2 separate regions of the Mus musculus genome follow, and region 2 is linked to region 1. Evidence: chromatin contacts called from public HiChIP or PLAC-seq data. All regions are on one chromosome and are shown on one strand. Each heading gives the region's core, a stretch centred on a gene start, on an enhancer-like site or on the middle of the called end of the contact. The rest is flanking DNA. Distances are from core to core; before and after follow the strand shown.

The links. HiChIP or PLAC-seq counts read pairs in DNA pulled down with a chosen protein or histone mark.
Region 2: an H3K27ac HiChIP or PLAC-seq map of embryonic stem cells shows a contact between it and region 1, with 6 times the contacts expected there. The contact joins the promoter of Opn5 here to the enhancer-like site in region 1. A contact is called at or near these places in 7 of 39 promoter capture datasets (cranial neural crest, embryonic stem cells, hippocampal neurons and 3 more), 1 of 115 datasets of contacts at active chromatin or transcription factors (embryonic stem cells) and 1 of 9 other capture datasets (adipose tissue).

The regions. Positions count from the first base shown.
Region 1 is chr17:41,193,863-41,201,107 of GRCm38.p6, forward strand. No RefSeq gene overlaps it. Among named protein-coding and RNA genes, the nearest start is that of Mmut, 260 kb to the left of the region's middle. Within about 2 kb of position 5,784, at least 2 of the 459 cell types and tissues checked have an H3K27ac peak or open chromatin away from gene starts, as enhancers often do. A contact at or near this core is called in embryonic stem cells, where this site is marked.
Region 2 is chr17:42,607,494-42,614,752 of GRCm38.p6, forward strand. It overlaps Opn5 (opsin 5), which reads right to left and starts at 3,820. Exons shown (of 7, transcript NM_181753.4): 1 at 3,687-3,820. The coding sequence starts at 3,816.

The sequences.
Region 1 (7,245 bases), core at 4,534-7,033:
GGACCAGCAGTATTAATTAACATGGACCCCCCATATATCTCAGACACTGGATCACCAACCAGGCAGCATACACCATGTGCTATGAGGTCCCCAACACATATACAGCAGAGGACAGATGGGTCTGGGTTCAGTCAGAGAAGCTGTACCTAACTCTCAAAAGACTGGAAGTTCCAGGGAGTATAGAAGTGTGGTGGAGTGTGGTGTCGTGTCCTTGTGGAGACAGTGGGGTGTATGGACAGGGAAGGGAATAAAATCTGGAATGCAAAAATAAACCAACAAATAAATAAAATCATATTTTATAAAAACTATTAATCCTAGACAAAAAGAAAAGACAAAAAATAATAATGAAACCAGTAAGGTTGAAAAAAAAAAGGAGAACTGAGCTACCCTGAGCTGTGATTTTCAGAAATTAGTATTGAAAGATATAAATGATGGGAAAAAAAAACATGTATTTGACCAATCTTGGTTTGTTGAATTAAGTTGCTTTTAGTGACTTAGGAGCATAGAGTTTGTGCATCAGCTCTTGCTCCATTTACTCTGGCTTTCATTCGCTGAATAATTGAGGATGCACTTATGCCCAACACTGTGCCAGACATGAAAATAGCTGTGAGGCAGTTAGAACTTTTCTGCCTAATACAGCATTGAAGACAAGATACGTTTTATAGCATTTGTATTGTGTTGAAATTTATTTCATTTTATGTCCTCTTCTTCTCTTTCTAAGATTCCTATGAATTTACTAATACTGTTTGATTTTGAGAAGCACATTTAATTGGACTTTTGTATTTATGTTGTATTCATGGGTACAACTTCATGTTTGTGCAAAAGTGCATGCTAGGGTATACCACGGGCAGTTAGAAGTCAAGAGTTTATTGTTGGATGTCTTTCTCACTTTCCTGTTGCCTTATTTCTTGAGATGTAACTCTCAGTCAGCTGGGAGATCACCTAATTTGCAATGCCTTCTGACCAGCAACCTGCAGGGATCCTCCCATCTCTCCCTCCCCAGCACTAGGATTCCAGGCATCCTTTCTCACTTGGCTTTTTTTTTTTTAATTTTATTAGATATTTTCTTTATTTACATTTCAAATGTTATCCCCCTATCCCAGTCCTCCTCCTCCTGCTCACCCAAGTGTAGGGGAATTCCAGGACAAGGAGGTGGTAATGTGAGAGCTAGGAATCTAAGCTCAGGTCCTCATGCTCGCATGGCAGGCGTTTTATTACACTTAGCTGTCTCTCCAGTTCCTAATCTGTAAGACATAGATGTAAAGGTAGTTCTGCCTGATTTGCAGAATTTTAACTCTTTCTAATTCTGATTTCGTGATTTTTCTGCATTGCTTAGAGCATTCTAAAAATGAATGAGTCATGAGGTGCTTGATGACACAAGCAACAACAACTCAAGAGTGTTTCACTAGTAGTTTCTCATTTCATTGTATTTTCCTTATTTCTAACTTGCCTTTTTCCCTAATCTTCCTTCCATGACAGTGTGTGTGTGTGTGTGTGTGTGTGTGTGTGTGTGTGTAGAACCAGTATTCGAGGAAGAGAGGAATGAGGCCCCAGCTAGGGATATTCAGAAGGGAGCAAACTAAGGAAGCTGACACCATGCCGGGTTGGGTTGGAAAAGCATCCCCATCTTCATGCAGACAAAGGAGCTTGAGAAAGGTCAATACTGGAGACATGCTGGTGCCACAAGGGCCAGAGGGTGAAGTAAGCCTGAGACTACCCCCAGATGAGTGCTACATGGCATGGGCAGGGCACACACTCTAGGGATAACCCCATTCACCCAAATGCCCTAAGCACCACTAAGATGAGCAAGTAAGTAGTGGAGAAGTGGAAGAGAAGGGTAAGCAAAAAGATTCGTACACAATGAAGAGAGATGGAACTGGAGATTCGAGGGTAGTGGGGAACAATCTGATGTGAGTGGCCAGCAATGCCATCTGAGACTATGCATGTTGAGGTCCTGGCTTGGGCCTTGTCAGTGGTACAATCCGTTATCACCAAAGGCAGACAGACATCCCTGGTCCTAGCTGCCACCCGGGAACATGTTGATATCTGAAGACTGTGTAGAACTTAGAACTTGCCCCACCCCTTACCTGAGCATCATGGGAGGGTTGACGCTGAAGACTTGAGAGCAAGAGAGCTGGCTGTACCTCTCACCAGCTTCAGGATTCAGAAGATGGACTCTACACCTGGCTCCGCAGAGCTGTTCCTGCTTGAAGGGATTACAGATCAACAGGCATTGAGATTGTGAAAGTAAGGGAGCTGGACCTGCCACTCATTTTCCTAATGGTGGTGTGAATGGGTGGGGCGATGCCTCTCTTCCCTCCTTACCACTGCCCACTTGAATCAGGCGGGAGAACTGGCTCCAGGGTCACGAGAGCAGGAGAGTTGGCACTGCTTCTCACCTGGTTCAGTATTCAAGAGAGCAGGCCCTGTACCTCATCTGGGTAGCACTGTAGAGCTGGCCCTGCTGGCTTGGATATTGGAAGGAGCCCGTCCTACAGATCCAAAGCTGTAGGATCTCCAGGATACAGGGCAACAACAGAGAATTCAAGAGTAGGCCCAGCGAGGATCCAGTATAGATAATGGAGCAGAAGCCAGAGGCCTTGAACCAGACCAATGACTTACTTATTGCAATGGACATTTGCAAGTAAAGAAGTGTGGACAAAAGGGTATACTGTGGACTCATTGTGACATAGTACAAATTCCTCAATGAGATTTTTTTCTTCTGGTGGGAGTGGAGGTTGTAAGGGCAGAAGGATGGTACAAAAAGACAGAGAGATGAGTGGGACTGGGGTACACAAAGAAGCAATAAAAAGGAAAATATAAAAAGAACACTAATCTGTTTTGTTGCCATTTTATTGTGTTTTATATGAAATATGATCTACAGGAACTAGGATATTTTTCTCTACAATAATCTATCTTTCATTAGACAGGGTGCTTGTATTTGCCCTTTTATATGCTTTCCACTTTCGTTTATTGTCAGAACTCATTACGGTTTCATATTCCTGTATGTTTATTTTATCTCTTAAAACATTAGAGACAGCTGTTATTTATTCAGAGAAAATAGACACTTAACTCTGGGTAATATCTCTTTTTGTCCTGACCTCCAATAGTGACATTTGCTTTCCTGCTGCCTGCTGGGTTATTGTTTGTTATTGTATTATCTAAACGAGTATACATCAGCTCTCAGTACATTACCAGGAAAACAGCCTCAACATATTTAGTTTATGTTTATCACTTATCTATTTTTCTAATTTTGGATTGTCTTTAATGTCTCTGGTGCTCCTCGTTGTCATGGAATCAGCTGGTGACTCACTGAGTACAGGAGGCAAGAGGGGACATTGCTGTAGACTCTGTGGGTGTGTGTTTGTGTGTGAATGTGTGTGTATGTGTGTGTGAGTGTGAATGTGTGTCTATCTATGAGAATGTGTGTATATGTGTATGTGAATGTGTAAGTGTGAGTATGTGTGTCTGAATATGTGTATGTGTGTGTGAGTGTGAATGTGAATATGTGTGTGTGAATGTGTGTATTGTGTATGAGTGTCAATGTGTGTATATGTGTGTGAGTGTGTGTATGTGTATATATGAATGTGTGTGTCATTGTGTGTTTGAGTGTGTGAGTGTGTGTATGGGTGTATGAGTTTGTGTATGTGGGTGTGTTTATATATGTGTGTGTGTTATGTGCATGTATCAGTGTTCATATATGTACAAAAGTGTGTGTGTGTATGTGTGTGAGTATGTGTGTTATGTGCATGTGTCAGTGTCCATATATGTACAAGTGTGTGTGTGTGTGTGTGTGTGTGTGTGTGTGTGTATACACATATGGGCCAGGGAGCAATATCTTATGACTCTTCATTTAATTGTTTGGGAGAGGATCTCCCACTGTATCTGAAGATAGGTGATTAGGTAAGAGCTGGCCCGGGAGCTCCAGGACTCTTCCTGCTCTACCTCCCAGTATAAGGATTACAGACATGCTCTGCTAGGTCTTGCTAGGTCAGTATAAGGATTACAGACATGCTCTGCTAGGTCTTGCATTTTACCCGGGAGCTGGGGATCCAAATAACCCCTAATGGTTGTGTGAAAAGCATTTTGTGGATTGAGCAATATTCTCAGCCCAATATCACCATTTGAATCAATCCAAACATTAATTAATTTATACTGTTAGGGAACTAAACGCCTGCTGTCATAGAGATGCCACTAGTAATTAAGGGAAAGCAAAAGAATTATCAGAAAAGAAAGAAAACTTCAAGCTAATTCTGGTAATAACCTGAGACATTAAGTCAATGTGTTTGTTCCATACATATTTAAACAATTATTCATATTGACACACAAATATTTATTTATATTTTTGATAATAGGGCCTTAAGAAATAATTATAAATCATTGTTTGGGGATACAGTATGACAAGTTGCTATGTGTATAGAGTGTGAAAGAGTCAAATAAATGCTGTAAGCATTTTATCTTATTAGAATTTTAGAAGTTTTTGGCTGCCACATAACTGAGCAGATTATGATGGTCTGTAAAATATTTCGATCACTGAATATAGTATGAGTTGATCAAATCAAGGCAATTAATATTTTGTTGCTTTATAATTTTATTTCCAAAGTTTTTATTCAGCCTAATTTAGAAACAATTCGAATAACTGAAAAGCGAACACTTTTCTATCTTTTCAGGAAATTCACAAACTAGTCTTTATCAGTTCCTCTGAGCCAGTCAATTGTTGAAGTCTGGGAAGAAATACTGTTTATATTCTGTATAAACAGTATTTTATGACTGTACATAGAAATGGATGTCTGTGGTCATGACTTAAGCAGACAGCTGAGTTAAAAACTATTATCTCTCTCTCTCTCTCTCTCTCTCTCTCTCTCTCTCTCTCTCTTTGGTTTTTCAAGACAGGGTTTCTCTGTGTAGCCCTGGCTGTCCTGGAACTCACTCTGTAGATCAGGCTGGCCTCGAACTCAGAAATCCACCTGCCTCTGCCTCCCAAGTGCTGGGATTAAAGTGTGTGCCACCACCACCCGGCTACTATTCTCTTTTGATGTTTCATGTTATCTCTTTTATGCATATAGAATCATTTTCCCAACCTGAGGCAATTTAGAACTGGAGTACAGATGAAATCGAACCATATTGGAGTTTCTACATATGTAATCTTCATTCTAGAACATTGAGTCAAAACAAGTTAATGCTTTTATTCTTTAGCAAGAAGGAATCTAGTAGAAGATTTTTTTAAATGTACTTTTAGAAGAAACCACTTGAAACTTCCAAACAGCTTATTTAAAAGCAAATATTAAGATTTATTCTGTATATTCAGTAGCATCATAGAATATGATTCCTATTTAAATTGGAGGTCAATTCAGACTGCCTGCTTTGAAAAGCATTAAGAAGGGAAAGTCTTTAGTAAGGAGAGATAGGAAAATGATCAAGAAAAAAGTGTGAGTTGTTGGGGCCGGCCTGCAACTCTCATGTCCAGGTTCGAGCCTGGGAGGCAGCCTGGAGCTGAAAGAGAAGAGCGGACCTAGGCTGGTCAAGAAATAATGGAACCAAGACAACTAGTCTGTTCAAGGTTCAAATGTTTAATGGCGGACACGCTTTATAAAGGAGGGGGGAGGCCCATTCCTGCCAATTCATCCTTGGAGCCCAGCTGCAGGTGACCACATGAAGGATAGGATGTAGTCTCCAGAATAGCTAGGCCAACTCCCAGCAGGTAGCAGCAGCGACAGTGGCTGAACAATAGAGTGATCTAGGGAGGAAGGCTCCACCCTAGGTAATCTCTTTAGTGGCAGCAAAGTCGAGGTCTGGTTCAGCCAGCTTCAGGTTGGGAGGGGAGGCTACAGTGAGTTACTTTACTGTATCTGAGGAGAAATAAGAGAATGAATCAAGAACTGGGTAAACAGAAAATGGAGCAGTGTGAAGGAAATTTATGGAGGCAGATTGATGGTAGAAATTGAGCACCCTAAATTCTAAACACATGACTCTAAGCTTTTAATTGTGAAGCTTTTTGTAGGAAAACAGAATCTCTTTGTGAGTCAGGGTTCAACACAACAACTTAACATGATAATTCTGACACCTTTTTACTTATGAGTTAGAAACACACATGGAACTGCCTAAAGACAAGAGGTGAGGGTGATTCAGGTGAGGGTCGAAATCTAAACAACTGAACATGTCAAGTAGGACATTCATAGACAGGTAGAGTTAATATGGGAGGAATAAAACACAAGGCATAGAATCTATTTAATGATATAAGACTTGGAAAGAAAAGCAGAATTCTGTAATAACGTTTATGCATAAATATTCTCTATATGGGTAGAAACAATTATGGGAAAAAGAATTTCTTTAGTCATAAAGGTTCTCAGGTAGCACTGAGAATCAGCATCCATGTATTGACACATTCCCAATGTCTTGCTAGGAAGGAAGGAAACCTGAATAGAACTAGTGGGGGGCCCCAAGTATTTTCTTTGTAGAGACTTTTGTCTCTTTATTTACCATTTCTCACCTCTCTAGACCTGTTGGTATACATGTATGATTTGTTTGCATGTGCATTGTATGAGGCCCATGGTGATCTCATGGTACAACCTAAGTGAGATGATTGTCTTATCTTCTATATGGATCCCCAGAATAAAACTGAAGTTATGATGTTTGGTGGCAAGCACCTCTAGTTGCTGAGCTATCTCACCTCTCTCACACATATCTTCTGAAACTCACCAGCAGCCCTAGAGGCTGGATCAGGAAAAAGGGAATACTGTTTTCTTTGTTTACCCAGAGTTGTCTTCTAGTTTGAAACTGAACTACTGAAAACACGGAGTACAATGTAAAATTTCTATTAATGGCATAAAGGATCATGGGTAAGCGTGGGCAACAACAAACATTCCCTCTGAAAGTTCACTGAATGAAGAAGAAAGATCATGGTGCTCTGGCTCAAAGTAGTCTTGGTGGAATTAGAAAGGACAAAACAAGGTGGTATCCTTAGAATTCAAACAGATGGCTGAAGAATAGTCACAATCCACATGGTGCACACTGAGCATTTGCATTTTAATGTAAAATAACTAAGTGTAAAGTAACAAATCCCGAATGAACAAAATGTAAAAATAATAGTTTCACTACTACTAAGCTGAGACTTTCTTGCATTTTCTGACAGCATCTTGGCCTTATTTTTTTTTTTCAAATAGCCATTTCCATAATAACTTTTCCCTACTGACCCTTGGAAACAGCTTTCTCTGCAAAGTTGCCATTTGGCACAAATAGAGAAGT
Region 2 (7,259 bases), core at 2,570-5,069, 1.4 Mb after region 1:
CACTAGCTTCTCGGTTAGGCTCAGGATGATGTGGGAATCCCAATGGTCAGTTCTTGTACCGGCCCCCAGGGCAGAGTGTTTTCCTCGCCATTTTTATAAAGTATTGGCTTTATATGACTCCCTCCCTTGAATAAGTGGAATCAACCCCTTAGCTTTTTATAAAAATCTTGAAGATAAAGTCAACCAAGAGAGGTGACTTCAGTGCCCCTGTGGGCTCACATAGGAGCACTGGCATGTGGGAGAGGTGTGGTCAGAGGTGGCTTCCTTGCAAGGAAGGGGTCATGTCCTCAACACAGGCCCCAGGACTTAGATTCCTGCGGTGGAATGGACCCTCACTATCTGGACCATGGATGCCTTCAGCTACCCCTGGACTAGCTGTCAAGGGTAAGTGTGTAACCACTGACAACATTCCCCTCCCACCAAGGAGAGAGAAAGTGACCCTCAACCCACCAGACCTGACAACAACGACATACATGTGTTCCCAAGTTTGAATGTTCTTTTATTAATGGCAAGTTGGTTTTGGATATTACAATGAAACTGTTCACAAGTTCTTACAAGCCCAGTTTTTAAAAATCCAAAAATTAGACCCATTATCTACTGACTGTATTTAAGAAAAGAATACACCTACTTCCATAGCTTAACATGTAGAGTAGATTTCCTCAGGAATTCTTGCTTCATAGTGTAGCTGTGTATAAATGAGAATCTGGTACAGCTGCCTTCAGTGGTAAGGAATAAGGAAAGTATTAACAGGAGAGACCCAGCGTTTTCTGTTTAAATTTCTACTTTACTTCCTCCACCACAATTCATTTGAGGGGGCAAGGGGAAAAAAAAAATGTGTGTCTCTGCTGATGGCATAAAACCACCGGATCTGACTGCATGGTGCTTTTTAGGGAATGCTGACTCTCTGGAGCCAAAGATGCTTAATGGTCCATGAAAGCCTCTTTAGCTTTCTTAAAGCAAATGGGGGAGGGGAGACTGAAGGGATTGTGCAGTCCTAGAGCAGAGGGGATAAAAGGCAACTCCTAATAAGAAGCCATCTAGCAAGGCACACTGGGAAAGAAAAGTGCAAAAAACGCAGCTCAAAAATAGTAAAACAAATTCCATCTTTGTCATAGCCAAAAAAAAAGGGGGGGGGGAACAGTTAAGTATTCGCATGCAGTCAATCCAGAAAGTTCCTCTAACACCCTTTGCCTGCCAGCATCTCTTGAGATTATTTCTTACTCTCATTTTCTTAAACTTTTTACTAACCCTATTTCATAGGGTTTCACCCAGTGCCCGTCATGATTTTAAAAATAGTGAACTCTATTAATGCTATGCTCAGTTGTTTCCGTGAGCAACCTTGTCTGCAGATGAGCATAATGAGACATCAGATTTATTTTTAAGACTAAGGAAAACAAAATTATGAAGATAGAGACTAGGGGGTGGTCTTTTTTTTTTTTTTTTTTTTTTTTTTTTTTGGATCATCAAAATCCTGTACCTTTTGTGTATAGACGGGCTGAAAAGCCTTCCTCTTAGGCAGTTAGTAAAACAGGTTTTAACATGGAGAGAAGAGAGTGGCAAACGGGCCTCACATTTATTTCTCCTGCATATCAATCTGGGGTTTCTATTCTCATTCTTCAGTTTCCCCGAAGATTCCTAGTATTTAACAAAGATGACCAAGAATGTTGCTTTGTCCACTCGGGCTCCTTAAAAAGGATCTAAACAAGTGACAAGCAGACATGGGTCTAGAAAGAGTATAAGCCCCTCCATTCTCATCCAAACCCACCCTTCCTCACTCACCCCAAATGATTTTTCTGTGACTTCAATTCACCTAGTACTCCCTTAGCTTGGGGACTTCCTTTCCAACACCTAAGTTTTAAGCTCCACTCCAGCACTTAAGTCTGATCTTGACTCCCTTGCACTCAACATGCATGAAATGAGAACTTTTCTCATTTCCCACCAACACTGCTGCACTCTCTTGCTAAAAATCCTTCAAAGTAGGAAGGGAATGGGCTAATCGTTCTCCCACGGTTAGATCGCCTAGAGCCATTGATCTGGTTAAAGACACTATTTTCAAAGCATCCCTTGCAACTGACTGGAACAAATAATTCTAATTTGTGAAATGATTCTTTGTCTGCCTTTCCTGATCACTGAGTTTAGGAAGACATGGTGTGGAGTTTATTCTGAGGCACTCTCGCTTTAAGCGTAGCAAAGAGTGGATACTTCATATATTTGTGTTCAAAAGGCCAAATTTCAATTAAAATGAAAAGTAGTCAAATGCTCACAGTAAATACGAGGATCCTTGAAATTATTTTGCAACAGAGCATATGATTTAATCTCATAAGTTCTTTCTGCCTCAAGCACTGACCATAGAGGGATCTATGGAACATTCTAGTGTGTTTTTTTTTCCAATTTCAGGAATTACATGAAATTCTTCACCAGTCATAAACAGATGAGAGAGGGAGGGGAAGAGAAAAAGGGAGGGAGGGAGAGTGGAAGAAACAAAGAAAGGAGGGAGAGAAAGAAAGGTTGAGAAAGCAGGCTGGAACCAACATCTGAAATATTAAAGACACATAAACCTAAAGATAGAACCCACCTGCACGCAGCTCACCCAAATTTAATATAGCAACTTTAAATTAAAGAAATGTGGTAAATATTTAAAGACAGTGCTACAATTTAGCCCTGGCTGGCCCGGAATTTTATGTAGACCAGTTTGGCCTGGAGTTCATAGAGATCTGCCTGCCTCTGACTCTCAAATGCTAGGGTTAAAAAACATGCCACCACGCCCAGACAAAATGTCATTGGTGCAAAATTGCATTGTGCAATTCAGTAGAAATATAAACCAGAAATGTGAGCTATACATATGTTGCTGGGTTTTTTTTCTGGTAGCCACATTAAGCAGCATAAAAGCACAAAAGAAAATTAGTTTTAATAATTTAATACTTAATCTACTAATCCATAAATTATGTATAAATCTAATCCATAAACTCATAATCCAGAAATTATGAGTTCAATGGACATTTCATATTTCAAAATATCAGTAAGATGTTTGTACATTATTTTCCAAGTACTAAGCCTTCAATAGGAGGCGTGCATTTTCACTACAATCTGCTCATTTGAAAGGTAACAGTTTGTCCACTCAGGAGCCATGGGTGGCTGCCAGTTTGAACAATACAGTCTAACATAAGGCAGATTCAACCCTGTGTGAGTTATACACAAAAACTCTTTTCACCAAAGTGTGGAATTTCATTGATCACCAGAATAATTTTTATCTTCATAGGACTGAGGTGCAACTTATAAAGCAGTGTTCACTGTCACTGTTATATTGGGCCAGAGTTCCCTCATTTATGAGAAAATGAAGCTAAAGTAGATGGTGTCTAAGAGCCATTCTTTTTAAAACAGAAAAATTATCAATTATCACTCTTTTGATAGCCAGAAATCAAACCTAGTAATCAAGTGACCAAATGAAGTAGCTTTGAGATAAAGAATTCACTATGAATGTTCTTTGGATTATTAATAGAATATTTATCCCTAATGAGAGCAACAGTCATTTTTTTATGAAACATTGATTGACTGTCACAATGCCAATTCACCTTCTCCACCTCTGCTAATACCCACGTACTTATCAGAATCATTTGTGCAAAATCAATACAGCCTATGAATTCTCTCAATGCAGCCTCTGACACAGAAGCATTAAGGAAGCTTACCGATTATTGTTAGGTAAAAGCCAGCCACTAAATCCGCTTCCCAGGAAAGTTTGGAAGCAAAAGGGTCCTCGTCTCGAAGATAGTGGGGCAGGCGCTCATCCTGAGGTAGGGCAGTGTGGTTCAAGGCCATGCTGGTCTCACACCCCCCAGGAGTCTGTGAAGCAAATCAGCAGAGATCTCAACAGACGGAATAACAAGTCCGTGAATCCGCTCACAAATGCATCTCTTTCCATAAAACAAAAGGCAAACTCCAGGGTCCCACAGGTGATTGGTACCTAGTGGAGAGATGTTCACCGTTGTTTTGTTTTGTTTTGTTTTTTTCTTAAATGACGTAAATACACCAACACGCAGTTGTTCAATTTGCAGTCTAGACAAGCCTGCATCTTCTCCTCAGGCTGCCTCTGCGGCTTTTCACACCTCCCCCAGTGAATAAAAGGTTGAAAACTAGTTTGTCCTATTGCTCCCTAGCAAACTTTGTAGAGCTCTGACGTAAGAAAACCCACAGTGAGAAATGTGGACACTGCACACTGACTTGCCAGAACACAGCATCCCAAGATAGCCCAAGCTTTCTCCATTCTTAACAGGCATGGTGAGCTAAGGAAAGAAAGAGTGTTCAGGGCACACGGACATGGACACTTCATGAAATGAAGCTAAGAGGTCAGAGATTGACAGGGTTAACCTAAGATTTAAGGCTGTTGATGAGTGGGGAAGGGGAGGGGCACACCAGCTTCCATCCATAGCTAAGGAGCAGTTATCTGCTTCGATAGGAAGGAGAGTCAGTTTTCTTTGGGGATGTGGCCTCTGGTAGGTTAATTATGGTCCAGTAAGTGGTCCTGCAACTTAAACTCAACACAATGGGCAACACAAATTAGACTTAGTGTGTTTAAAAAAAATGAAAAAATTCTCAAAGAATAAATGTTTGTGTGTGTGTGTGTGTTTGTGTCTGTGTCTGTGTGTATGTATGTATATAACTAAGGGCTGGGGGCTGGGAAGATGGCTCAGTGGATAAGAACACTGGCTGCTCTTCCATAGGTCCTGAGTTCAATTCCCAACAACTACATAACCAATCAATCCGTCGTGGGATCCAATGCCTTTGTCTGGTGTGTTTGAAGAGAACAACAGCGTACTCGCGTGCATAAAATAAATAAACAAATCTTTTTTAAAAAATAATTAAGGACTGGAGAGCTGTATCAGTGACTAAGAGAACACAACATGCTTACAGAGGAGCTGAGTTTGCCCCAGAACCCAGACTGGGTGGCTCACAGCCACCTGTATCTACAGCTCCAGGAGGGTCTGGCACCTCTGACTTTAGGCATTGGCACTTACCACACACACACACACATACACACACACCACAGAGAGACACTCACACACATGCATGCACAGATAAATATGCAGACACACATGCATACAGAGACACAGTCACACATGTACACACAGGATATACACACATACATAGGTACACCCATGTACGAATACATATACTCACACACTCACAGAGACATACTCACACATAGATATACACAGATACACACAGAGACACACTCATACATACACAGAAAGACACATACATACATACATACATACTTACATACACACATGCTCACACACACTCAATACACATACTCATACACTTAAAAGTAAAATAAATCTTAGGGAAAAAAATGGGCTATTTAGAAAATAATTGGGCCTTGATTAAAGTATACAAGGCTAGCCATGGGAAGGTTTAGAGTTTCTTAAAGCAGAGAACAGCTTATTTCAGCCACATTCCTTCAACGCCAGGATAAAATCCTAAGCAATGAGAAACTCTTAAAGCACGCAGAATTCTGTGCTATTTCTTTTGAGTTTTGATTTTGAAAGGTTTACAAAACGAACCACAACAACAACAAAACCTTTAAGTGACACTCTGCAGAAACCCAAGTCCCGTGCTGCCTCTCCCTAGTAAGGGAGGAGCCTGTGCTTCTGGGAAGTGACACACATTGCTGAGAACATGACATCCAGTGAGGCAGTAGCTACTTCTTGGTATTAAAGGAGAAATACTTTGAACCAGCTCATTTCAAACTGAACCAGTAGATGGCACTGTTCAGCCCTCTGAGACATTGGAAGTAAAAGGAATCAACTCTCCAGAGTTGTGTTAGCCTCACACAAGGAGACAGGCAATCAGTAGGTGTCACAGAGGTGCTTTCAGTTTCTATAAAAGGACAGATTTAACCCCTTTCTGGCAGACAGTTTACAGCCCGCGCAAGGCTTTTCAGTGAGAAATGGCATTTGGCAGAAGTTACTTACAGTTTGAGGACACTCTGCAATGAATATCCATTCCCATTCTTCCCAATTAGTTACAGAAAGCTAGCTGTATAGGAACCTGGCTGCCAAGCCCACTCCATCTCAAGCCCTGCCCATCCAGAGGATTTCTTTTAACGGTCAAGCTCCTGATTCCCCCTTATTCTGGTCAAGTCTGTCATCACAAGGTCCCCAAGCACTCTGGCTGTCTGGCCTCTTAGATGCAGAAACATGAGATGAAGCTGAGGCAGGTTTGGCACTCCCGCATCAGATCTTAAAAATTCTGATCTACGGCAATTTCTGAAAAGTCACATCTTACAGGTCCCCCGTGTTCATTAGCAACGAGATAGTGAATTTCTTTTCCTTTTTTTCGGTTTTACCGTATGTGTGACTGGCATGTTTGCAGCATGGGGACACATGTGTGGGGTGTACATATGGAGGCCAGAGGTTGATGTTGGTGATCGTCCTCAGTGTTTTTCTCCAGGTAATGACTTCTGATCAATACCCAAGCTTTCATAGATCACAAGTCTTGACAGCCAGCTCCCACTGGTGTTCCTGTCTCCTCACACTTGCACGGTAATTTATGTGGTGCTGGGGGCATCTTGTGGAAGAATTGGGGATAGAATTGAGTGAACCAGAGAGGTCACTGACACCACAAGAAGACCTACAGAGTCGACTAACCTGGACCCATGGGGGCTCACAGAGACTGAACCAGCAACGAAAGAGCATGGAGGGGCTGGACCTAGACCCCCTACACATTCGTATGTGCTGCTTGGTCTTTGTAATTTACATGCAGTAGTTCTTCAGCTTGGGCAAATACAATTGAGGGAAAAGACCATTTCCTCCCCCAGACTTTGGACAGATCAGTAATGTGAAATCTCATCTGCTTCTGATGCCATGCCCTTGACTCACCCTCCTGGACTGTAACCCTCTGAAACTGTAAACCCAATTAAATGCTTTCTTTTATAAATAGTAGTAGTAGTAGTAGTAGTAGTAGTAGTAGTAGTAGTAGTTACTTAAGTTTTGAGACATCTCATCCTCAACACAGTAAATTTGCAAATTGTAGACATTGAGGCAAGAAGCCCTGTCTAATTTTTACACACAGGAATACTTATTTTCTAAAACTTGCAATTCCTTTGATTTTTCATATTAGCATATGCCTTTAAGCAATGAAATATACCCCATTGCTCCCACCATTTAGTTACTGATTCTTTGACAATAAATAAAACAACCTACGGCTTTTTCATAACACTTCACTATTTTAAAAAAGCCAAAATCATCTCCTATCCCTAA